Regions from separate parts of the Mus musculus genome. Here region 2 is linked to region 1. Evidence: chromatin contacts called from public HiChIP or PLAC-seq data. All regions are on one chromosome and are shown on one strand. The core of a region is the stretch at or near the end of the contact, and the rest is flanking DNA. Distances in the headings are between cores, read along the strand shown. Region 1 holds the start of 1700007F19Rik (RIKEN cDNA 1700007F19 gene). Region 2 has its middle 27 kb from the start of Gm32847.

Evidence for each region. HiChIP or PLAC-seq counts read pairs in DNA pulled down with a chosen protein or histone mark.
Region 2: a contact with region 1 is called in a CTCF HiChIP or PLAC-seq map of the NIH/3T3 cell line, with 10 read pairs. The contact joins the enhancer-like site here to the promoter of 1700007F19Rik in region 1. A contact is called at or near these places in 1 of 15 datasets of contacts at CTCF or cohesin (the NIH/3T3 cell line), 15 of 484 Hi-C or Micro-C datasets (the C2C12 cell line, the HL-1 cell line, MC3T3-E1-derived osteoblasts and 8 more), 3 of 115 datasets of contacts at active chromatin or transcription factors (astrocytes, cardiomyocytes and neural progenitor cells) and 1 of 9 other capture datasets (embryonic stem cells).

What each region holds. Positions count from the first base shown.
Region 1 is chr3:58,158,307-58,165,194 of GRCm38.p6, forward strand. 1700007F19Rik (RIKEN cDNA 1700007F19 gene) reads right to left here and starts at 5,501. Exons shown (of 6, transcript NR_040538.1): 1 at 5,456-5,501; 2 at 5,201-5,247; 3 at 4,040-4,160. It overlaps Gm40056 (a long non-coding RNA gene), which reads left to right. Exons shown (of 6, transcript XR_003954487.1): 5 at 3,933-5,950.
Region 2 is chr3:58,325,198-58,331,718 of GRCm38.p6, forward strand. No RefSeq gene overlaps it. Among named protein-coding and RNA genes, the nearest start is that of Gm32847, 27 kb to the left of the region's middle. Within about 2 kb of position 5,209, at least 63 of the 459 cell types and tissues checked have an H3K27ac peak or open chromatin away from gene starts, as enhancers often do. A contact at or near this core is called in the C2C12 cell line, the NIH/3T3 cell line, astrocytes and 1 more, where this site is marked.

The DNA.
Region 1 (6,888 bases), core at 4,251-6,750:
CCCTGCCTTGGGGGAGGGAGAGAAATGGCAGAGGTGACACCCAGGTTTCTCTCACCTCAGCAGCTTCCAGGCAGACTGTGGGTCAACCTAACAGCTAGATATCCCACCTCCCCCTCCTTAAACACTCCTCTTCCCCTTGGTAGCAAGGCTCCATGCTGATCAACCCTCGGTCCTCTGACACCACAGCGTCTAGTTGGCGAGGGTTAGTTAATCCTCACTGTAAAATGAACTTCCAGCAGTGCTCCGGATCACCCACAGCTAAATCTAACGGAGTAAAAGACATTTTAACACGGCTAATAACATTTAGAGTCCCGAAGAGGCATGGCATAAATTGATTTTGTTTTTGTATTTTTCTGAAGTGGACTCAGGCAGTTTCTTAAACACAATGCTTTGGGTACGTCTGCCGTAATCGCATTGGTTCCTGTGGTTTGAAGGAAAGTGTTGATTAGATATGAAATGTAAGCGGCTTAATTAAAATCATCCCCATTGCTTTTTAGCTGCCTCAGACCCTTCCGAGAGGCAAACAAGATGGCGTTACTTTCTAATGAAGTTCTAACAATTAGATTTATAGCCCATCTAGGGGATTTGTCTTCATGAAGGAATAAAAATGATGTCCTAACAGCCTCAGTGCAAGCCGGGCAGTGGTGGCGCACGCCTTTGATCCCAGCTTTCGGGAGGCACACTGCTTTTTAATTTGTTCCATTTGCTTCATATGTGAGCGTATATTCATTCGTTACACATCTTTTTCCGTTTTGGAGGTACTTAGAATCCAGATATGACCTGATGCATGCTAACCAAATACTCAACCTCTGAGCTGCACCCCCAGCTCCATTTACTTACTTGGGCTTCTTTGTTTATTTGTTTTGTTTTGTTTTGTTTTGTTTTGTTTTGTTTGTATCTTTGTTTTTGAGGCAACATATATCCCAGAATGTCCTCAAACCTGAACTATGCAGCCAAAAATGACCTCCTGTCTGTACCTTTCAAATGCTGGAATTACAGGTTTGTGCCACTATATCTGATCCTGATTCATTCTTATGAAAATCATGTATACTTATTTTTAAAATTAACAATAGTATACTGTAAAAGAAGTCTCCACATGGAATTTTTGGTATGATTAAAATGTCGCCATGCCACTGTTTTAGTCTACATTTCAGGTTTTTCTCAGGCCCTTCCAGCTCACTGGAGACCTCCTCTCTCCTAGCTTGAGCGCACTTCCCATATTTTCAGTCTGGGTTATGTTGAAGCTCTTGGGGGTCCTTCTTGTCACCTGCCATGCTTTTAAGCATGGCTCTTCACATCACTGGCTCCCTCTTGTGGCTATAAGTGGTTATTGCATACCCACTACAATGCAAGGATGAGTAAATAAATGCTCCTGGATAGAGCTAAGCGTCAAATAGAACCCAGCTGGTGTCTCACTAAAGCAATATGGAAAATGGCTAGCTTCTGCAAAAAACATGATTCCAGAGCCATGCAGTGTCTCCCTCACTGTAGCCATTGGCCTTCTTCCAGGTTTCTCCCAAAGACTTCCCAAGTACCTCCCCATTTGTTTTGAGTATGCTCAAGATCTGCTTTGTTTATTTGGTTGGTTGGTTGGTTGGTTGGTTGGTTGGTTGGTAAGTTGGTTGGTTGGCTGGTTGGTTGGTTGGTTGGTTGGTAAGTTGGTTGGTTGGCTGGTTGGTTGGCTGGTTGGTTGGTTGATTGGATGTTTTTGTCAGCATGGCTCCTGCCACTGTCTTGGAGTGGCCCTTACTTCAGTTCTGTGACACACATCTGTGACAGAGATTGACAATGCCTAAGCTGTATCTCAGTGACAGTGGTTGATCATATGAAGCCCCTGTTCTCTGCTGAGGACAGTTTTTTGGTTTGTTTGTTTGTTTGTTTGTTTGGCAGCTATTGAGTTAAAGTCCCCAGACCAGACTTCTGCAGTGCCAGAAGAGGAATGGTAGCTAATATACTTGTTTCCTCATTCATGATGTAGGAACTCTGGGAATAGCTCACTACAGTGCCTATCTTTGGTTGTCAATTTAACTATATCTGGAATGAACTACAATCCAGATATGGAGAACACACCTGTGGGAGATTTTAGACTTGGTTTGAAGTGTGTTAATCCATTTCTAGTCCAGCCCTTTGAGGTAGGAACACACACACATGTGATCTATATGTTGAGGTACGAGACAGGCCTTTAAACTGGGTCACACCTTCTGGAAGTGCATATAAGGGCAGGGAGGAAGGAAGTTCTGGCTCTTTGCCTGCAGGCCTCCCTTCACCTTGCCAGTACATCCATTCCTTCACTGGCATTGGAGCCTGCTTCTTCAGGATTTCAACATATACAGAAGAGCAGCTGAGACTTTCTGTTTGCAGCTAGCCATTGTTGGATTTGCTGAACTACAGCCTGTAAGTCATTTCAATAAATTCCCTTTAGATAGATAGATAGATAGATAGATAGATAGATAGATAGATAGATAGAGATACCCAGATCGAGACAGATTCAGCCCCAAAGTTCTCTGACTCTTGAGAACACTGACTAATAACACCAGGACTGCCCACTTTCCCAGCATAATTAATCGCCAGTGTCTCTCCTCCTTGATGCTTCTCTGCTAGTTTCCTTCCCATCTGCCTCTACCTTTGCTTCCTAGGATTCCTTCACAAGCAATCTGTTGCACACAAATCCTTGTTTAGGACCCCAGTTCCAGAAAAGCCCAACCTAAGACAGCTAGTACTAGAAGCACTCCAAAAAAAACAGACACAAATGGAGAGGGATTCTGGAACCAGATGGATTCCTTACTGTAGGAATGGAACATCGATTGAGGCAGAATCCCCTAGAAGGAGATGTACTGGCTTACACATCTCTGGCACTCCAGAGGGGAGTGGCAAAAAACAAACAAACAAAAAAAACAAAACAAAATAGCAGATGCTAATTGCAACAAAAACTCCCAAACCGACTGAGACTAAGAGGACAAGGCCAGAGGTGGCAGGTTTCTGCCGCAGAATTTAACCTCTGTCATCTCCTGCAGCCAGAAACAAGGTTGTGAAGAAAATCCAGTCCACAGCCAGAGTAATAAAGGCAGTTGAGTTTACACCCTGATACTCCTATTGTGGGGATATAAAAGTTCTGATAAAGAGTGGAACCTGAGGCACAGGATAGGAACCCAAGATGGTACTCTAAAGTATGTTGGTCCTGTAGACACCTACAAACCTCTAGTAACATAAGTGTCCTGTCCCCTAAAACAAATACCTACTTCCTAGGGAATGTTCAATATGCTGGAAATTGGCTCCTTTCCAGTGATTATGGCCACATGTCAGTAGAGCTCAGAAAGAGAAGTAGTCCTCAGGGAGGACGGAGATTTGCCAGAAAACTGAGCCACGGTTGTGTTCCTAGGACAATACTATCTGCAGGGGATGGTGTGATGGATCCTGGTTTATTGCCAACGTATGGTACTGTTCTGTAACACCAAAGGCCAAGTGGTGGCTCTGAACCAGAGGTAAGGTGGGAGTCAATGTCACAAAACCGAGCAAGACAGAAAAAGAAGCCAATGCATCCCACCTGCAGGGACCTTTGAATGATGCCTGCCTGAGAGGCCACACACGTGGCTCATGGGATGTGGAAGGTGGAGCCCAGCGCTTCACACATTCTGACAAGTCCAATACCAGGGCCTATATCCCTGGCCCTCATTCCCGGAATTCTGTAATGAGGAAAGGATATTTATTACCTACATCTTGACATCTGTGGGCTGATGTCATTATCAGCTTCCAGTTATCATTATCAGCTTCCAGCATAATCATTTACATACTCAGTTACGCAGGATAATTTTTAGTGACAAATAGCACAGACCCAGTTGACAATAATTTGTGCTAGCTGACCCCGCCCTGGCAGACTCTGAGGAAGACGTGACGGTTTCATCCTCTTACAACTGCTCTGCTTTCTCTCACAGCTCTACATCTCCTGACAATTGCAATCTCACTTTCCCTGACTCCATACTTCACCTTCCTGTCTGTCCCCAGCACAGCCGGACCTTACCCTCCACCCTTGTCCGCTTACCTCAGTGTCTCTATGGTCAGAACAGCCAACCACAACAAGGCTTCCACTGGCAGGAAACAGTCTTCACACTCTTGGGATTTCCTATTATGTGATGTGCAACCTTTTCCAGAAACAATCGAACCTAAAAATAGAAACCGCCTGGATCCACCTTCATCTCAATACAATGACTCCGTGGCCGCTGTAACTGGCCTTGAAGCAGTGCCAGGCACTTTGAAATCCCGAGGCTCATCGGTGTGAATGAAGGAAGCGCTTCCAGGGACTCCCAAGCGAGGGGAGGCTGCTGTTTACTTATTCCCTAGTCTTTGTTATTTTGTTGGCCTTTGCCAGGAAAGCCTGGGTAGGAGGAAGGAAAGCAAGAAGGGGATCAGAGGGGTGCAGGAGATTAGCAAGCAGAATTGGTGACCCTGGGGGAAGAGACTAATTCCCAGAGGAATTAGGTGAGTTTTTGAAGGATGGGGTTGAACTGGAGAAGAGAGGGAAAGAGAAGCAGGTTGAAACTGGATTTTCAGCGGCCCACGTAGTTGGAGTGACTGGGCCTTCACAGCTGGATCATGGCTTCTGGAAATGGAGCAGGGAGGAGAATCAGTCCGTCTTCAAGTCACTACCAGGGTCAGCAGTTACTGTTTCTCTCTCACCATCCCCTGAGAAGTTCCCATTCTCTTCTGTGTGGAGGAGGAGACAGAGGAAGGGACAAAAACCTGGAGAGGGCAGAAGCACCTGCCCACCCATGTGAGACAAGACAAAAAGCAGAAGTTAATCAGCGTGCACCGGCCCCTCCATAAAGATCCCACCCCACTGGAGTGTGTGACCAACCTGGGAGAGAAACTGGGAGTTCTCAACAATGATGCTAAGAGCCATGACCTTGAAATTCAAAAGCAAATAGAGAAGAGATGAAGACCCAGGAGACCCGAGCTTGAAGTTATCCCAGGAGAAACAAGCTGAATATAAGGTCTTCCCAGACTCAGCTCAGAGTCAAACAGCCTGTCTTCTAACCCCATTTCCTCCCATCACCAGCTGGGAGACTTGGAAGTCGTCTTTCCTTTCCCTGAGCGGATACCCATTTCATTAGGTTCATTAGGTGAGGGTGACATGAGGTGGGAGCAAACAGCTCTATCTCCATACACCCCGTTAAGGGGCTTTGTGGGCAGAACCAAGACTCACCCAGAAAGATGTGGTCGGTAGAAAATAGCTTTTACACGAATCTAGGCCTGGATGGAGAAAGAAGACATGTTAAAAAACAAACAAACAGACAAACAAAAAAACAAAACAAAAAACCCAAACAAACAAAAACAACTGGCAACAGGGAAGGAGCCTGGTGCTTGTATACACGGTGCCTGGGGTACTCAAGAGGACGTGGGAAAGTTCTCCCCGTACAAGCATCCAGCAAATACAGGGAGATCAATAAAACCAAATTACCACCGTTTTGCAGCCTCCAAAGAAACAATGAAAGTTAACAGTGACCGTTATATCAGTTACTAATTTACTGCCTTTAAACCCTAAGTCCACCGTTTCAGTGCTCTGGGGTCATTCATTGAAGGAATTCGAAACACTTCTCCTTCCCAACGCGCATGATTTGACGCTTCATCAGTAGAGGGCGCTAAAGAGACACTACAGGAACAAGGGGCTTTTCACTTGGTTTTACTCCTGGTGTCTGACCTCCAGCAGTGCACATGTAGGCTCATCAGCCAGGCCATGTGCCATCAAGATCGCTACAGTGTACAGTCCTTCTCCCGGATCCTCTGCCTGGACTCAGAGACCCCTTGCCTTCACCCTTGTAACGTACCAGTTTTACACAGACCTCCTGACCACTTTCCATCTACAGCTGGCTGACAAGGCAGCAGGACTTTGTTTCTTAAAGCCCTCCAAGTGTGAATGCTTCACACGAGTCCTTACACTTCCTATTTGTGTATGGTAGGTAAACAGCCATAGCCTCAGCTCGCCTGTACCTTTTGCATCCTTCCCTTCTTGCATGGCAAGTATGAACATGCACCTACCAGATAGCCTAGTGTCCCCAGCTACTGGCTATTGTGCCTCACTCAAGCTTTTGCCTTCAACAATGTCAAAAGTCCGGCCTTAGGGAGAGCCCCTATTTCAGGGTTGTTTTTCTTTGCTATTCTCCCTCAGATATAGGGTGCCCTTCAGAAGCAACTTTACACCTCCACAGCTATTATTTTAATAATTCTGTATATTAAACTTCCGTTATTTTAAATTACTATATAATTTTCTGTTTCCCAAAGTAGGCCCAATGACATGGGTGGGGGGTGCGTGGTAACGTCATGGAGAGACAGGAAAATCATGTGGCCTTGCTGGAGGTCTAAAACATAGCAGTTCAAGTGTTCTGGACAAAATATCAAGCCTGATTCTTGTCCAGCCTTGGATCTGACCAAACGTTTGAGAGGAAAGGAACGCGTTAAATGACACCATCAGATACAGCCACCAGATCAAGGCTCAAGAAAACCTCATGAGAAGAACAATCAGAATTCTCCAGTGTGACAGAGGAGAGAATCTGCCTGCCATCTGTCTGTCTGTCCATCCATCTATTCATCTATCTACCCATCATTCGTCTGTCTATGGCTTTTTATCCAATTAGAATTAAAGACTCCATTGCACACTGATTCTGGTAAAAAAAAAATGGAGGCAAATGAATTTAACTGTCTGGATATTTGATAATATTAATTATCTTTTTTAAAAAAAATAAGAGTTAATGAAGGAAATATTTGTTGATATTATAAAAATTCTTTTTATGTTTATGTGTGAATGGTACATGGGAATTTTCTTCAAAATAATAGTTGTATGAGATACAAGTGGATGGGAGTCTGTACTGTCCAGGACTCAATAATACTGAAGCT
Region 2 (6,521 bases), core at 3,959-6,458, 170 kb after region 1:
TTCTTTGAAAAGATTAATGATATTGAAAAGAATCTCTAGTCAAACTAACAGAGACAGAAGACCTGCAGGATAATTTCATCTCCGATATTAGAGATGAAAAGATGCTTGCTACAATAGACCCCCATAGAGTGCAGATCATTAGGGGATCTCTGGGAAAGTATATTCCAAAGAAATCTAGAAATATTGGAAAAATGAGAAAATTTCTAAACTAATATAATTAAACCTAGAAGATAAAAACCATTTAAGCTGCCCTTCCGAGGGAGGGAGGGAGGGAGGGAGGGAGGGAGGGAGGGAGGGAGGGAGGGAGTGCTGGAGAGATGGCTCAGTGGGTAAGAGCACTTGTTCTTGAAGAGGAGCCAGTTTCAGTTCCCAGCACCCACATGGGGACTCACACCATCTATAACACCAGTTCCAGGGGGCCTGACGCCCCTCTTCTGACTTCCTTCCAAGGCCACCAGGCACACACATGGTACACAAACATATGTGCAAACAAAATGTTCATAAAATAAAATAATAAATATAATTAACTGTCCAAAAACAAACAAAAGGTTGAAGCAATCATCTTCCCACAAAGATACTTCCATGACTAGATAGGTTTACGACTCAATTCAAAGTTTAAGAAACAGCTGACAGCAATAGTTTTCACACTGTCCCAGTTGAGAGATCCTCTTTGGTTTGGTTTGGCTTGGTTTTATTTTTGGTTTTGGTTTGTTTGTTTGTTTGTTTGTTTGTTTTTTTAAAATAAAAAAAAACAATGGCTCCCGAGAACACCCAAGATTGACCTTTGGCCTCTACATACATTTGTGCATACATGCACACATTCATTCATTTGTGCAGCAACAGAATTGATAAACTTGCCAGAGAAAGGAAAGGGAAGTAAGCAGATTATTTCTTTACATCCTTTTATCTAAGTTGCCACCAGATAGTTCGGCTCACATTAAGGAAGATCTTCTTTCTTCAAACAATTTGGTCAAGAAAATCCCTTATAGGAACGCCCCCGCAGCTTGGGTTTTAGTTGATTCTGGATGAAGTCAACTAGAAACCAAGGTCAGCCATCACGAAGGATGCTTGAAAAAGCTGTATCTCACTACTCTATAAGCCAGCTAAAATATATGTTAGAGGTGGTGAGATAGCTCAGCACCAAAGATACCTATTGCCAACCCTGATGACCAGAGTTCAGTCCCCAGGGCCTGCTTGGTAGACGAGAGAACTGACTCCTGCAGTTTTTCTTCTGACTTCCACTTGTGTGCTGTCACATGCTCAACACACACACACACACACACACACACACACACACAGAGTATTGTTATTTTTTTTGTTATGAGCCTAGTCTTTAGTGGTTGAGCCATCTTTCCAGCCCCACACATTATTCTTAATTATGAATAATCTCTAAATTTACCTTTAACATATTCTTTCTATGGAGTCACTCAAGGATGGGTCCAGAAAATTAAGACAGTAAACAAAAAAGAAAAAAATTCAGTTGAAGAAGCAACCTAATGGAAAGATGCTGGAAGCATGACCTACAGGGATAGCTTTTCAACAAACCTACAAAGCATAGGTCTCATTTGAAATCTGCAGAACAGAGGCTTAAAATGTAGTTGTCTGAGAAGAGAGTATATAAACAGAAAATCCCACAAATTTCATGTTACCTTTAAAAGCTAGAATATCAGGCTGTAAAATGAAAGACAGCGGTATCAAAGATGAGAAGGGAGAGCCAGTCAGGAATAATAAGAAAAGCCTAGGTCTATCCAATGTAGCAATGTTGCTGTAAAGCAGTAGTGTCTGTTTACATGGTCATTATGTTGTAAGCTCTGTTGATCAATTTCAGTTCTTGGTGCCAAACTATAGGTAAGGCAAAATGCTTGGGTCTAGGTGTAGAACAAGGTTCACATTTTCTTTCTTAATGGAATAGATTAAAGTGAAATATTTTGGGAGGGATAAGGATCAGCAGAGAGATGGAGAAAAGTAGAGGCACATGCGTATGTGTGCATCACAAAGCAAGAATAGAGACAGTGTCAACAGCAGCAGACGGAGACCGTAAGCCCAGTGGGTCATGCTTGGTCCAGGGAGTGACACTATTAGGAGGTGTGGCCTTCTTGGAGTAGGTCTGTCTCTGTTGGTATGTCTTTAAGACCCTTGTCCTAGCTGCCTGGAAGCTATCTAGCAGCCTTCCATGAAGATATAGAACGCTCAGCTCCTCCTGCACCATGCCTACCTGGACTCTGCCATGTTCCTGCCTTGATGATAATGGACTGAACCTCTGAACCTGTAAGCCAGCCCCAATTAAATGTTGTCCTTGGTCGTGGTGTCTCTTCCCAGCAGTAAAACCCTAAGACACTGGACAAATTCGGTTCTTAACAGTGCACATTCAGATGCTCTGAACAGCAGCTGCTAAGAAGGAAATGCATTGGCACAAAGCCTTCTAAGAGAAACCTAGGAAGCAAAGGAGAAGGGGACAGGACAGCAGTGGACAGGGAAAGAAGCCAAACCAACCTCTCTGAAGGAGAAAAAGAGAGGTTGGCTCTGAGAAGTGCCTCAGAACCCAGTGTAGCTCCCAGGACTTGTCAGACTCACAGGGAGTGCCCAAGTAAAAGTTAGCCAGGAGCTCACTGATCCAAAGGCTAGAACAGCACTGGTATCCCAGTACCACTCTGGTATTGGTTGAGAACAGTCCAGAGGTATGTGGTGTAGAGGAAATGCCACAGTGGATCCAAAGAAGCAGCAGCTGGGATTGTCACTCTGCTATGTAGCCATAACAGAACCTCTTAAAAGAACATCTATGTAGCTGCCACAGAAGGTATTGGTTCAATTTTTAAATGAATGGATCCCCTTATTCAGCAGGAGAAGTGAACAAATACATTGGGAACATAGTTTTATAATTATTTTTTGTTTAAAAGACGAGTTCGGTGGTTTTAATGTATTTGGCTCTTTCTTAGGAATCACAAAAATGCAGAGGCAGCCACTTCCTTTTTAAAAAAAGAAAGTCTCCATAGAGAAAGTAGGGATTTACCTGTGACTATAAGGATGGTGACCTCTAAAGAGTGGGTGAATCCTAATCCAGCAGTCCTGGATGTTACATGCCATCATTTGGAACACGAAAAATTCTGTAGAAATCCTCTAACTCTATACCTCTCAAGGTTTTGAACTTCCCACTAACTCTATAAGAGAAGCAAGTAGTAGCTAACGTTCACCATGTACAGTACTGAGAGGAACTGACAAGCAACTGAAAATTGGTTTTCTTTACAATTTTCAGCTAAAGTTTGTATCCTAAAACTTACAAAGTTGGTTGTTGTTGTTGTCGTCGTCATAATCATCGTCGTTGTTCTTTAAGGTAGGTGAGGTTTTTTATTTTTGTTTTTGTTTTAAGCCCACTGGCTTGGGCAAGGCTCTAGCTCTACTCCCTAGCACCAAAACCAAACAAAAGCAGAATATAAAATTCTGCAAACAAAGTGACATTAAAAGACCTCTCATGTACAATGGCCATGTACAGAGAACAATGTGTGTCCTGGGGATGGAGCAAAGTAAACAGCCCAAACCAAGCAATTATGCCACTTCTGTCAAAGTACAACATGACCAACAGCTGACACTTCTCACCTTGCAGCCTCCTCACACTTACTAGCAGATGAGCAGAAGGCTGTTTACAAATGCACCGGAACTTACGAAGTTTGCAGGTATAATAGGAGTGCAGAGAACTCATTGGGTGGGTCATCGCAAACATTATAGAAAAATCAGAATATGAACAGGACACAACATCTCTTCTGAACAAATCATCTTCCACAGATATAGCATACCAGACACTAATCAGCCCTTGTCCGAATCTGGCTCCAATGTCAGACACTTTTATGGGCCCTCTATATATTCAAGAATGTGAACTGGCAGGGCTGGAGAGAACATTTACTCACTTGTAGAGGACCTGGGTTGTTTCTAGCACCTACATAGTGGCTCACAACAATCTCCAATTTCAGGATATCTGATGCCTTCTTTTGACCTCCGCGGACACTACACCGGCATGTGGTATGCATATGTAAATGCAGGCAGAACAGTCACACACACAGATAGATAGATAGATAGATAGATAGATAGATAGATAGATAGATAGATAGATAGATAGATGATAGATAGATGATAGATAGATAGATAGATAGATAGATAGATAGATAGATAGATAGATAGATAGATAGAAAGAAAGAAGGAGGAGAAAGAGAAAAGTGAACTGGTACAGCCATTATGGAAATCAGTATGGAGGTTCCTCAAAAAGTTGAAAACAGAACTGCCATACGACCCAGCTGCAACACTTTTAGAGATATACCCAAAGGACACACGGCAGAAGTATTTGCACCTGAATGTTTATGACTGTGCTGGTCACCGTAGCTAGAAAGTCAGACTAGCTCAGGCTGGTCATCAGATGAATGCGTAAAGAATAAAGAAAATGGGGCTGGAGAGGTGGCTCAGTGGTTAAGAGCGCTCATAATACAATGTGTGGAGATGGTATTATGAAGCCCGTGCTTCTGTATTATAACTTAAAACTTTGATTTAATGGTGTTGGAGAGTGGCTTGGGGGTTAAGAACACTTACTGCTCTTATAGAAGGGACATGGTTCAATTCCTAATTCCCACATGTCAGCTTACAACGGTCTATAACTCCAGTTCCAAGGGACCCAATACCCTCTTCTGGCCTCTGTGGGCTCCTGCGTGCATCTGGGACATATACATATAGTTAAATACACACACATTAAATAAATAATCTTAATTTTTTCTTTAAAAATCATTAAGAAAAACTACATTAACTTTCTATATATAGAGATGTGTATAAATGAGATATGTATGCGTTCGTGTTATGTACAATGACTGAAAAGATTTAAATTTTCCAGCTCTCCACCCCCAGAAAGTGTATTTATTCCAAATAGTAGATATAACCAGTGTGATTTGAAAATCACAGACTCAGTGGGTCCTAATTCCAGTGAGGCCCTTAGTGGTTATCTGTCATTGCATCACAAATTATTTCAAAACTTTGCAACTTAATTCAATAACTACGTTATTTCCCTCTGCTTCTATAGGTTAGGAATCTGGGCGTGCCTTAGCTGAGTGGTTCAGGTTCTGCTTGTCATGAGGCTCCAGTCCAGCTCCTGGCTGGGAGGCTGGGAGGCTGGGACTGCAGCTTCTGGAGACTATTCAGGGCTGGAGGAGCTGCTTCCAAGATCAAGTAGCTGTTGGCAGGAGGCCTCAGTTCTGAGTCACATGGGCCTTTTCATGTGACAGCCTCACAATACAGAGGCTAGCTTCCACTAGAAGAAAGTGATAGAGTAAGAGAGAAAGGGAGAGAGGGAGAGAGAGAGACTTTTATGATCTAGTTATTTTGTCACATGACCCAACCAGGCACAAGGATCATTTAGGGCCTTTAAAATCCATTTCCAATATCATGGGATCCTTAAGAAGTTCATTGCTTTCCAAAAGGCAAGAAATGTGTGATTGTCAGTCAAATGTTCAAGCCTATTAAGGAACTTAAGTATTTAAATCCTATTTTTGTTATTCTGACTGACTGATCAGAAACTGCTCTTTTGGAAGCTTACTAGATCAGAAGTCTTAAGAGTAATGTGGGCCTTCCTTGTTGTTACTATTATTTCTATTTTATTTGAGTTCTCTGTCACCAGGCTTTCATGACAAGTGAAATAATATTAACAACAAAGAAGCCACATATTACCCTTATAACTTGTGATCTGGTAAGCTCCCAAACCTTTCTCTTTGGCCCTCTTTATATTTCTGAGACAAGTTCCCAGACTGGCCAGGACCTTGTGTGAGTAGCAAAGAATGAACTTGAACTGAAGAACCAGCCTGCCTCCATTTTAGGCTTAAAAGCAATCTCTATAGTAAAAACAAACTAGGTTCATTGCTGTTTATGATTAAATCTGTTTCTCAAGGATTGGCCTATGCCCCAAGCCCCACCTGTTTCCTTAACTTTGTTCCAAAGAGGTTGTTAGGGCTACCTTGTTATGACTTCCTGTTGTTAAGACCACCTTGCAGTTCTTTCTTTCAGGAGGTCATTAAGACTACCTTGTTGCCTGGCAGTGGTGACACGCACCTTTAATCCCAGCATTTGGGAGGCAGAGGCAGGTGGATTTCTGAGTTTGAGGCCAGCCTGGTCTACAAAGTGAGTTCCAGGACAGCCAGGGCTACATAGAGAAACCCTGTCTTGAAAAACCAAAAAAAAAAAAAAAAAAAAAAGCCTACCTTGTTTATGTTTATGTTCTGCTACTGCCTAGCTTCTCTGCTGAATCCCTGACTTGGGAACCCCCTACCCTGAGCTATAAACCCTTGTCTTCCTCACATCAATGCTGACCTCTCAAACCCTGCCTTAGGAGAGGTTGCATGTATCCAGGAATAAAAAAGTTTGCTTTAGCCAGATGTGGTGGTGCACACCTTTAATCCCAGCACTCAGGAGGCAGAGGTAGGCAGATCTCTGTGAGTTGGAGGCCAGCCTGGTCTACAAAGTGAATTTCTCTAAAACCAAACCCAAAACAAACA